Linked DNA regions of Ovis aries: region 1 is linked to region 2. The links are chromatin contacts, called in public Hi-C maps. All regions are on one chromosome and are shown on one strand. The core of a region is the stretch at or near the end of the contact, and the rest is flanking DNA. Distances in the headings are between cores, read along the strand shown. Region 1 has its middle 67 kb from the start of NHSL1. Region 2 overlaps NHSL1 (NHS like 1).

Region 1 (5,249 bases), core at 1,460-3,959, 100 kb before region 2:
AGTCCTCCTCCAGGGGATCTTCCCAACCCAGGGATCGAACCTGTCTCTTATGTCTCCTGCATTGGCAGGTGGGTTCTTTACCACTAGTGCCCCCTGGGAAGCACTTAAGGGCATACAGGGTCATCCTTATGGGGTAAGTGCAGTATTTGCATGATGGCTTTTATTCTCCAGGGCTGTCTCTCATGGCCTCGAGATCCTGCCACTGTTTCAGACATTCCATCATGATCTGAGTACATTCAAAGGCAGGAGGCAGGGTTTGACCAGAGAGGGGAGAATGAAAGAGCCTTCTTTTCTTTCTCGTCTCATCAAGGAGGTGAATATTTCTTGAAGCCTCCCACTTCCCCTTAAAATTTATTGGCTTATAGTTGGGTCACACCTGACCACTAACTGTCAGAACAGGATGGGACAGAAAGATTATGACTTATTTCAGAGGCTGGACATACCAGTACACAAGGCGAGTTCTGTCAGCAGCAGAGGGGTGGAGATGGCCCACTGAGGCAGGCAGTGTCATGGTTCTCATAGTGGCATCTTGAGCCAGACCTGGCTTTCAAGCATTTATTTAAGGGAAAGGTGTTTTAATAATATTGCTTTATCTAATTAGTTTTTGAGCATCATTTCATGTTTTCTCTATGAATATTCCAATATCTATTCATGTTCTAACACTGTGAATATACAAAAAAAAAAAAAAAAAGCCACTGAACTGTATACCTTAGGTGAATTGTAGGTCTGTGAATTCAGCACGTTATTTCTGGTCCCTTGCACTGGGAGCACCCTAATGGGTGGGAAGGAGTCAGCTTTGCTGACGGTACTTTTATTTCTAGCCCATGCTTCACACACAGGCGCTCAGCAAATATTTCTTGTGGCAATCGCACACTTTTATACTGTACCTGATGTTTATACAGTGCTTCATAAATTTCAAAGGATTTCTTTTTTTTTTCAGGGAGAGCAGCAGTTCCTTTGTGCCTCAGAACACCACAAAGGTGGTCAGAGTGGGTGATTATGAGATTGTTATTCGTCCCTATTGTGAAAAATGATCAGTTGTACAACAAGGGAAAAAGACCAAAACCCATTTCTGTTCACTAACTTTCATCTGGAGGGCTCTCTCAGGCCTGTTGGTCTTGCACTCATATCTCTCTAGAGAAAGGGGAGCCACTTTGTAGTACAATTAGCACCGCTCTGGGAGACTGATTCCCAAACTGCAGCCCAACAGCACGGCAATTCGGGTCACTTGGGGGGCAGAAACCAAAGAACCGAGATCCCTTTGCTGAGCAAACATAGCAATGAGGCCAGCCGGGTTTTGGCTTCGGGGTACTGGACTCCGAAAACGCTTCTAACCAGAAGGTTTGAGTCAGTGGGGTGTTCTACGGCCATGACCTCAGTAGCATTTAACTAAATGTCTCCCAGGTACATAATTCAGGGTTCTAGGTTCTGATCCGCCCCTTATCCCCTTGCGTTCCCCACTTTCCCAACACACACACACACACACACCCACACACACACCCCTCACCCCCACCCCCCCCCACCCCCCCGGGGGAAGAAACCCAGGTTCGGCACATTTACAGCCAGGACCTTTCCAGATGGAAGGGAGGGAGGCAAGGGAGGAGCCATCTTGCCAACAAACACTTGAAGCCCCCCTGCAAAAAGAAGTCCTTAGAGTCCTCCTCCTGCCCCTAATTTGGAGGTGCGCACTCCTTGTCTGTTACAAAACCACTAGCCACTGGACGATCTAACGATGTCCTCATTTAGATCCACCACAGCAGCCCGGAAGCCCTGGCCGCTTTCCACTGGGGGGACTGGAGAACTCCTGGGGACCCACAGAGGCCCCGGGGTGTCCCCGCGGGGTGGGGGTGCGCTGACCTGGGCCTCGCGGGCAGAAGCGCAGGTGAGCAGCCGCAGCTGGGCTTGCCGCCTCCGCCCCCGCGGGGCCCAGCCCTCCCCGCACTGGGCCGGGGGCGGTCGAAGGCTCTGTCCAGCCGCCGGGAGGCTCTGGCGGGAAGTGTGGCAGAGACATCGGAGACCCGGGACCCGGCGACAGTGCACGGCCGGCCAGGGTGCGCCCAGGCGCGGGGCCACCACCTCCCCGCGGGCGCCGGGCGCGGCGGCCGCGGGAGCCGCAGGTGGTTCCCCGGGCCGGCCCTTTTCTCCTCCCCCTTTCCTTTCTCTCGCCTCCCCTCCCTCTTGCCCGGTGTCGGCGGCACTTCCCCCGCTTCCTCCTCCCTCTCCAATCGGGAGGGAGGGAAGGAGCCGCCGGCTCTTTCCTGCCTCCCTGCAAACTTCAGCGGGACTCGCGTCTCCAACTCGCCGCCGCGCCCCCAGCTCGGGAGCTGCTCCCGAACTTCCTCTGGCCGCGCGGCTCGGGAGCCCCGGCGGCTGGAAGGTCGCCGCCGGGCGCCAGGCGGCCGCCACTCGGACCCCCCAGAGCCCTTCGCCGCGGCTCCCCGGGCGGCCGCCTCTCCCTTCTTCGCCGCCCGCCCGTCGGTCCGTCCCGCCCGCTCGCCTCGCTGCTCCCCGGCGGGCAGGAGCTCCGCCGGCCCTCAGCGCCCCGCCGCCGCCCGGACTTTTCTTTGTGTTGGATGCGGACTCGCGCCCCGCGCAGATTGGGGCTGGACTGACCGCCGCGCTCCCGCGCCGCCCCCCCGGCCATGCCCTTCCACCAGAGGACCGTGGAGCCCGCGCGGCTGCGCCGGCCCGAGGCGGCCGGGGCGGCGGACGCGCCGCTCTTCCGCTCGCTGGAGCAGGTCAGCTCGCACGCCCTGGTCTGCCTGCTAGCGCAGCTCGCCGACCTGTCGCGCTGCGCCGGGGACATCTTCGGCGAGCTCGAGAGCCAGGCGGCTGCCCTGGGCCGCCGCACCGCCGCGCTGCACCGCCGCCTCGACGCCCTGCACGCCGCCACCGCGCGCCTGGACCACCGCCGAGTGAAAATCCGTGAGTGGAGGGAGGCTCGGGGGAAGGGAACGAGGCGGGGAGGCGCCGGGCTGGCTGCTCCCTCTCGCCCCCTGGCGGCTCCGGGCCGGCTCTCGGGAGTCCGCGCTGAGCCTCGGAGCCGCCCGCGCGAGGGTCGGGCTCCCGAGTGGGGATGGCGTGATCTGAGACCCGGTGGCCGTGCAGGTGGCGGGCGCGTGCGGCGCTCTCGGGTTCCGAAGGTTGCTGGCCGCCTCGATGGAGTGGGCGCCCTGATGGCTTTGGGCTGTCCGTCTGTCCGGTCCTTCTCTCTGTGTAGGAGGCTGAGAGGAGCCCCTGGGGCGCTGTCGGCAGAGGAGGAGCCAAGGTCGTGGGAAAAGGGTCAGAGGAACGTAGCCTGTTGGAAGAGCCAGGGTACTGGATGGGTATGGATTTATGATGATTCTAATCCTCGAGACTTCAAGAGGATCCGTTTGTGAAAATCTCAAAGGTTCTCAGAGTGTTGGGGCTGCCGGTCACTTCTCTGACCGGTGCTCTTAAAAATAAAAGTATGCTTTTAGTTAAGGGTTTTCTCTTTTGGTGCTAATTCTTGCCGACCCCTAACCGCTTAGCCGACCAGTTCTTTGTAATTCAGGGGTCCTTGACTTTGTAGTGAGACTCAAAATTCCAATCGTCCTTGTCTGACCTCCTCCAACCCTGAAAATCAAGTATCTGTCCCTAGGTAGTGATCTCTTCATGCAAGCATTTCGGTTCAGTAGCTTAACTAGCTCTAGTGAATGAAGTAACTAGAATTTCCTTCTGGCCCAAAATAGAGAAACTTTAAGCGTGATGTTTGTGTGGTTTCTCTCCTTTTGGTAGGTGGACTTGATCATAATCCTAAACGTGAAGAGTAAAGTGGAGATGGATTGCAGGGTGGGAGGGGAGGTGTAACACACGGCCTAGATTTCAGCAGCTCAGGATGAAATACTGTGTCTCTTCGAATTACTTCATATGCAGTCTTGAATAGCTGGTTTTAATTTTTTTTTCTTCTTCCTAGAGAAGGTTAACTATATTTTACCACCTTACAACTGGAAGAGTTCATTTTTAGTACTTTAATACCAGTGAGATTGCTTGTTGTCATACATCTTTCTCCAAGTTGTGAAGTTACCACATAATGGTTTTACATTTTACAGTTCATCTCTTTGATATTGCTGTCAACACATCCTTATACGTTGTGGGCTCTTCCCACCGAGGGTGAGTTCCCTGTATCCCAACCCTGCCCTCTAAAAAAAAAGTCAGAGAAGAAGAAAAATCAGTCTCAAAATTGTTGGACCTAAGTAGAATATATCTACTTAAAGTGAATAATGACCCCATGCATTAGGATATATTGTCTTAGTAGAAAGTCCTGGTCATCCCATAATCACGAGTTGCTTCTATACCTTTCCCATGTAGTGTCTGTGTGTAGGTGAAGGAGAATTTCACCCTTGAGGAATGCTGTGATGAGGCAGATCTGATTGCTAGGTGAACTGATCTATTGTGGGAATTGAAAGACTAGAAAAAACTCCCTGAAGTTTCAGAATTCCTTCTTTAGACAGTTTTGTTTTACATTTAAATGTATCACTTTTCTCTCTTTTCATAGATATGCACCAATAGCTAAGATTTGCAGCCAAATATCCCCCCCCCCCATTCCCTGAGTTAACTAAGGTCATCCTAATTAGTGACTAAAATAACTCTTTTTAAAACTTTTCACAAGTTTCTTTGAATCTTTGATTTCATCCCAGAAAACCTGGCTCATCTTTTTTTTTTTTTTCAGTGATGGAGATATAAGGCTTTTATTGAATATAGTTATGTCTGAGAGTAGAAGTACAAATGTAGAGAAGAAATCTGAACTATAAACGTGTTTCTATGGTTTTTTTACCTTCACACACTTAACTTTTTTATATGCTAAAATGAGTTGAAATGTTATGCATTCATCTTATTTAGACTCAGGTAAGATTTTTCTTCTTTTTTAAAATGTCTTATTTCTGTGTAAAAGCTACATTTTGAAGTAATTTTTGTCCCTTTTTAGTCAAGTGTAGAGAATAACATGTTCCATTAGAATGGAGGCACAGACATTTAGACTTGGAACCGACTGTAAAGGTCATCTCTTTCATTAACGCTTAACATGGGGGTCCAAGAAAGTCGAAGTGATTAAGGCCAGGTTAGGTGGTGGGCTAATGGCACAGGCAGGCCTCGAGCCCAGACCTTCTGACTGGCTCACCTGCTGACCCATTGCTTATATCCCATCCCTTTTAGGGTCATGTGGGAATGGGGAACAGTTTAGATACATTTCATAAACAGTCCCAAGGATAGTGGTGACTGTTGATTTC
Region 2 (5,124 bases), core at 1,274-3,773:
GCAGGAACAGGTAAGGAGGCAAAAGGGCACCTCCCCTCCGGCCCCCAAGAGCCAGGGAGAGATTTGAGAAGCCCAGCTGAACTGGCAGTCTCAGGGGCCACCAGAAGTTAAGTTTTTAGGGATTTAGCTCTGTTTGGGCTCCTTCTCCCAGTCCACATTTGATGCTCACCTTATCCTGGAATAGTTGTGAATGGGAGTCCATTCTCTGCTACCAAAGAACAAGTATACATGGTGTCTTAGGAAAGCTTTTTCTCGGTTCTATTGCCTGGAACCTGAGCAGCCAGGGTAGTGTGTTTCTCATGCTTTATTCCCATCCACCCTCCTTCCAGATAATAAATGTGATCAAATAAACTGAAATCCCCTCTCATTCCATCCTTGGAAATTTCCAGTATTCATTAGCATATCAAAGGCTGGGAAAGTCCTGTGGTTAACACAACAACAAAAAAACTTTTTAAAACTTAGAGTTAAATAAACTTATTTGCATTGGAAGAGACTTTTTGCTCCTCTACCTACAATTGAGCTTTTTTTTTCCCCCTCAACACCAGTTTGAGAAAGACTGGCCAAGTCACTTTTTGATTCAGTAATTTACTGAGGGTTAATTTCTGACAGCTGAACCTCTTTTAAAAATCCCCTTTGAAGTTGGACTGAATTAACGAATGGAAGCCTTGCCAAAGCAGTTTACTAATTCATAACTATATCCCTCTGCTTTCTTTGTGTTGCTAAGTACTATAATCTTTGACCTGAAAGGAAGAATACTGCTAACAAGTAAATATTTAAAAGGCCCATGAAGTATAATGTGTATAATGTGCGTGAGTTTGTGCCTGGGGAACCCTTCTGCTTGATGAAAGCAGTGACTTACTTTTCATCTCCTAAATAGGCTGTTGTTTTACAGTAGATTGAAAGGAAGTATTTTAAGTGCTACGGGTTAGATTTTTTTTTAATTTTTATTTTTAGATTTAGTTAGCCATTGGCCTCACTGATTTGAAGGTGGTGTGTAATTCATAACTCCTGAGTGTGTTGGAACTCTGTATGAGTGAGTTAGCATTATTGTGAATGAATGAACTCTGTGCTACCAAAGACGACTTGGAACAGTGTGAGGAAACGGAAACGTGACTCACTGGTGGATTTGAAGAGTACCTAGGGGGCTTGCTAACTTCAGAGCTAGCACTGAGGCGTGGTTTTAAAGCAGGGGGAACATGGATGGGGCGAGGAAACCAGGGTTCCAGTCCCAGCAGTGCCTCTGACTGGCTGGTGGCGATGGCCGAATTTCTGAACTTCTCGGCCTTCATTCTGTCCCTAAGGGGAAGCAGGAATTATCTGTTGCTAGGATAACTGCCAGCCTCAAGGCGTGATGATTCTTTCAGTTCTACAGATTTTCTGGTTTGTGTGGAAGTGGATGTGTATGTTTTAATGGCCTTCAGATGGGATTCATCAAAGCTCCATGAAACAAATCTTTATTTTTAAAATTTGAAGTGAATTGCTGTGACAGAGCATGGTCAGGGGAGTCCACGATAGAGAATGAGGAAGCAAGTAAGCTTTGATTTATAAGGCTGTGGGCATCAGATTTCCTGTGGTTGTGGTATTTAGTATATAGAATGATGCATCTGTGATACTGTCAGAGAAAGGTTCATTATTGTCTACAGGCAGAAATTTTGCTCTATCAGGATTTCTTTTCAAAAGCTATAAAATAGCACCTTGCTACCCTGTTCAATATGCCTCACTATGTTTTGAAAAATACTGAAGATCACCCTACTGAAATATATCCACAGACATTTTTGATTAAGAACAGCAGTCTGATCTTTAGCAACATAGTTTTTGCAATTACTAGTGTATAAAAATAATCTTATGTCCTACTATGTTTATTGAATGACTTTCATGCAGGCTAGATTGATAGGTACATTGAAATACCAGCACTATGCGTGTTAGTAAATAGCTATGTATTCTTTAAAAGTGATAATCTGACTTATCTAATGTTTTAGAGAGGGGGGATAGCAAATATTCTGAGGTTTCTAATTACTTACCTTTAATTTTGGCTATGCGAATACATCAGTTGTCATGGAATAATTGTGGAAATAATTACTGTCATGGAGTAATTGAGATTGAGCAAGCTCTGGGAGTTGGTGATGGACAAGGAAGTCTGGCATGCTGCAGTCCACGGGGTCAAAGAGTGAGACATGACTGAACAACTGAACTGAGTGGATTGTGGAAAAAGCTTATATTTTCAAATGATAACTTTCAAAGTTAATTCATATCTTCAAGTTTCTGTAATTTTATCCTTTTTTTCCCCAGCAGCTTAAACCACAGTGTAATATTTTACTGCAGTGGATTTTTGTGGGTTTTTTTTGATAAAGTGGTACCAATAGTCTCTTACCTATTCTTTTCTAATTATATTTTGCAAATTGTTCTGTTCAAAAACATGCACCTGACAGTAATCATTTCCCTTTATGTATTGACAGTGTCCTACAGTGCTATGTGCTTGATTCATAACCCCACTAGGTGGCGATATTATTATTCTTTGTTTTCTGTGTGTGGCTGGGTTCAGAGAGGCTTGCCCAAGATCAACTTGTCAATAAGTATGTGTTGAAATCAAGAACAGAATCTGTCTCTGCCGAATTCAGATATTTGTTCTGTTCCCCTCTCTGTGCCGTACCAGCATGTCTTGGGGTGGAGGGCAGGAAAGTGGTAAAACCTTGCTTCATACATGATCTATTCAGTAGATTTCTACTGAACACCCACAGACTTAACATTTTTTCTTTTCAAGGAACCATCATTGGATCATTGGTGGACTGGAGAAGGGGCAATGTGGCTGGTTAGACCTCAGTTACCTGTGGCAAATTAAGAAATCCCATATCAGTTTCATGGTGCTTGTGAGTTCTTGGTGGGAAGTGTAAATAAACAAAATATCTGCTTTGGGTTGGGGGGGATTGGTCAGAAATGATGCCGGGGAAGGGGCACTGAGATGAATCTAGAAGGGGTCGGGTTGGACTCTGCTAGGGGGCCTAAAGTAGACTGAGAAGTCTGGGTTAGACTAGCCGTGGTGGCTCCTGAGTGGCGAGGGCTGTGGTTCAAGGCTGACGTGGCAGGACGTGGAGGCCAGACTGACCAGCTCAGATGGATCGAACTAAACTGGAAGCTGCGAGAATTCTCCTTAGGGCAAAAGGGAGGAGGGAAGAGGGACCTTGACTGTTGCTTTATTTCATTTTTAAAATTATTTATATATGACTCTGCTGGGTCTTTGTTGCTGCTCACCAGCTTTCTCTAATTACGGCAATCTGGGGCTACTCTAATTGTGGTGCCTGGGCTTCTCATTGCAGTAGCTTCTCGTTGCAGAGCACACGCTCTGCAGTAGTTGTGGCCAACAAGTGTAGTTGCCCCATGGCATGTGGAATCTTCCCGGACCAGGGATTGAACCCGTGTCCCTTGCATTGCAAAGCAGATTAACCTCTGGACCATCAAGGAAGTCTGGCTCTTGCTTTATTTAAAAGGAGGTTATCTTTGAGTCTGGGTATGAAGGTAGGAAGGAGTGAGGTTTAAAGGAAAACCTGATGGTTTGGAACAACAGGGGTGATGTAAGTGCAGAAACACTGCAGAAAGATGAGGGCCCAGTGGAGGTGGGCGGTCCGACTCGTGGTCAGGCTGTTTCCCCTTTTTACGAGGTGTTAGGGACTAACAGGATGAGAATGAGCACCAAGTTACAGGGACCTAAGGAGGAGGGAGGGCTTGGGGTGGGGGAGGAGGGGACCATCCTGACTCTAGACAGACCCTGTGCTGAGGAGCAGAGCATGGGCAGGGGGGAGGCATTTTATTGTTTGTCCATTTGAAGGAGAGAAAAACAGGCTCTAGAAAAAGAGATCGGAAGTGCCAGGTAGCAAATGCATTCATGCTGCAGACGGTGGTCCAGGAGGCAGGAGTGAACCAGGAGAGGGAAGATGGGTTATGTGAAGGAGGTTTTGCAGTGAAACGGAGAAACAGGGAGGTGAGGAGTTGGGGATGAGGAGTCTGGCAGGTCCCCCACTGAAGGAGAGGCTTGCTAGGCAGCTGTGGGGGCCCCACCCTGTGCTGAGCAGTGAGGTTTATCAGTCTTACCCAGCCAGCTGTTGCCCACCCTGACCTGTAGCTCCCCTCCAGGGAGTTAGTTAGTACACAGCCAGTGACCTCCAAACTTGTCTGATAAGCCCCCAGGTGCTTCCCTGGCTATTTCTCGCGAGGTTTCTGTGTGTCTGGGATGGGGCCCTGGGGTCTGTATTTTAATAAACATCCTGCAGGCCATGCCAATAGGCAGGCAAGTTTGGGAAACACTGACATGGATTCTAGGGTGTCCTAAAGGCTGGACAGTGTCCTCTGTGATATTTCTTCTTGAGCTCCACAAGCCATGGCTTGTGTAAGTACAAAGACACTTCAGAATTTTAACCTGCAGGTTATTGAAGTGAATGGATATTTGACTGTTTCCATCTTATAAAATACCCTCAGGTTTTTTAGTTTTATGCAGGATTCTTTGTTCCTAAAAGCTTTGACCAGTGTCTGAATACTACAAGTACTCCATCCCTGAATTTACCCAAGCCTAGGGCTTCCTGGATGACTCCTGGTCAAGAATCTGCTTGCAGTGCAGGGGATGCAGGAGACGAGGGTTCAATCACTGAGTCAGAGAGATCCCCTGGAGAAGGAAATGGCAACCCACTCCAGTACTCTTGCCTGGAAAACCCCATGGACAGAGAAGCCTGGCGTGTCCTGAGTTGGATGTGATATAGCACGCACACATCTACTACTTGGGGCTTTACGGAAGATGGATTATTCTCTTCTGCCACCTGCTGGTCAACTACATGCAAACCATATTGAGTTTTGAGAGTGGCTCCAGCCTCAAGATTTCAAACATGATTTTCAGTAGAGCATAGTTGAAGCAAAAAGTCTTCTAATAAGGCCATCTGCTCTGAATTAAATCTTGTACACTTAATGTTGCAAATCTGACAAAGTTAATTTCCTCTTCTCACTGCAGCCTTTTTTCCAGCCCAGGTGTTAAAAGACTAATAACAACAGCACATTCTGAGAGATCAGTTAACCTGTGTTAATCTCAGCAAGAATAGTTTTTTATGCCTCATGTCTGTTTTATGGACATATGATTCCGGC

The links. A called contact is a pair of places that touch in the nucleus more often than the background predicts.
Region 1: a contact with region 2 is called in a Hi-C map of liver, with 5 times the contacts expected there. The contact joins two enhancer-like sites. A contact is called at or near these places in 3 of 16 Hi-C or Micro-C datasets (hypothalamus, liver and skin fibroblasts).

What each region holds. Positions count from the first base shown.
Region 1 is chr8:63,754,966-63,760,214 of ARS-UI_Ramb_v3.0, reverse strand. No RefSeq gene overlaps it. Among named protein-coding and RNA genes, the nearest start is that of NHSL1, 67 kb to the right of the region's middle. Within about 2 kb of position 2,709, at least 33 of the 54 cell types and tissues checked have an H3K27ac peak or open chromatin away from gene starts, as enhancers often do. A contact at or near this core is called in liver, where this site is marked.
Region 2 is chr8:63,654,185-63,659,308 of ARS-UI_Ramb_v3.0, reverse strand. It overlaps NHSL1 (NHS like 1), which reads left to right. Exons shown (of 7, transcript XM_042253529.2): 1 at 1-5,124. Among named protein-coding and RNA genes, the nearest start is that of NHSL1, 34 kb to the left of the region's middle. Within about 2 kb of position 2,523, at least 2 of the 54 cell types and tissues checked have an H3K27ac peak or open chromatin away from gene starts, as enhancers often do. A contact at or near this core is called in liver, where this site is marked.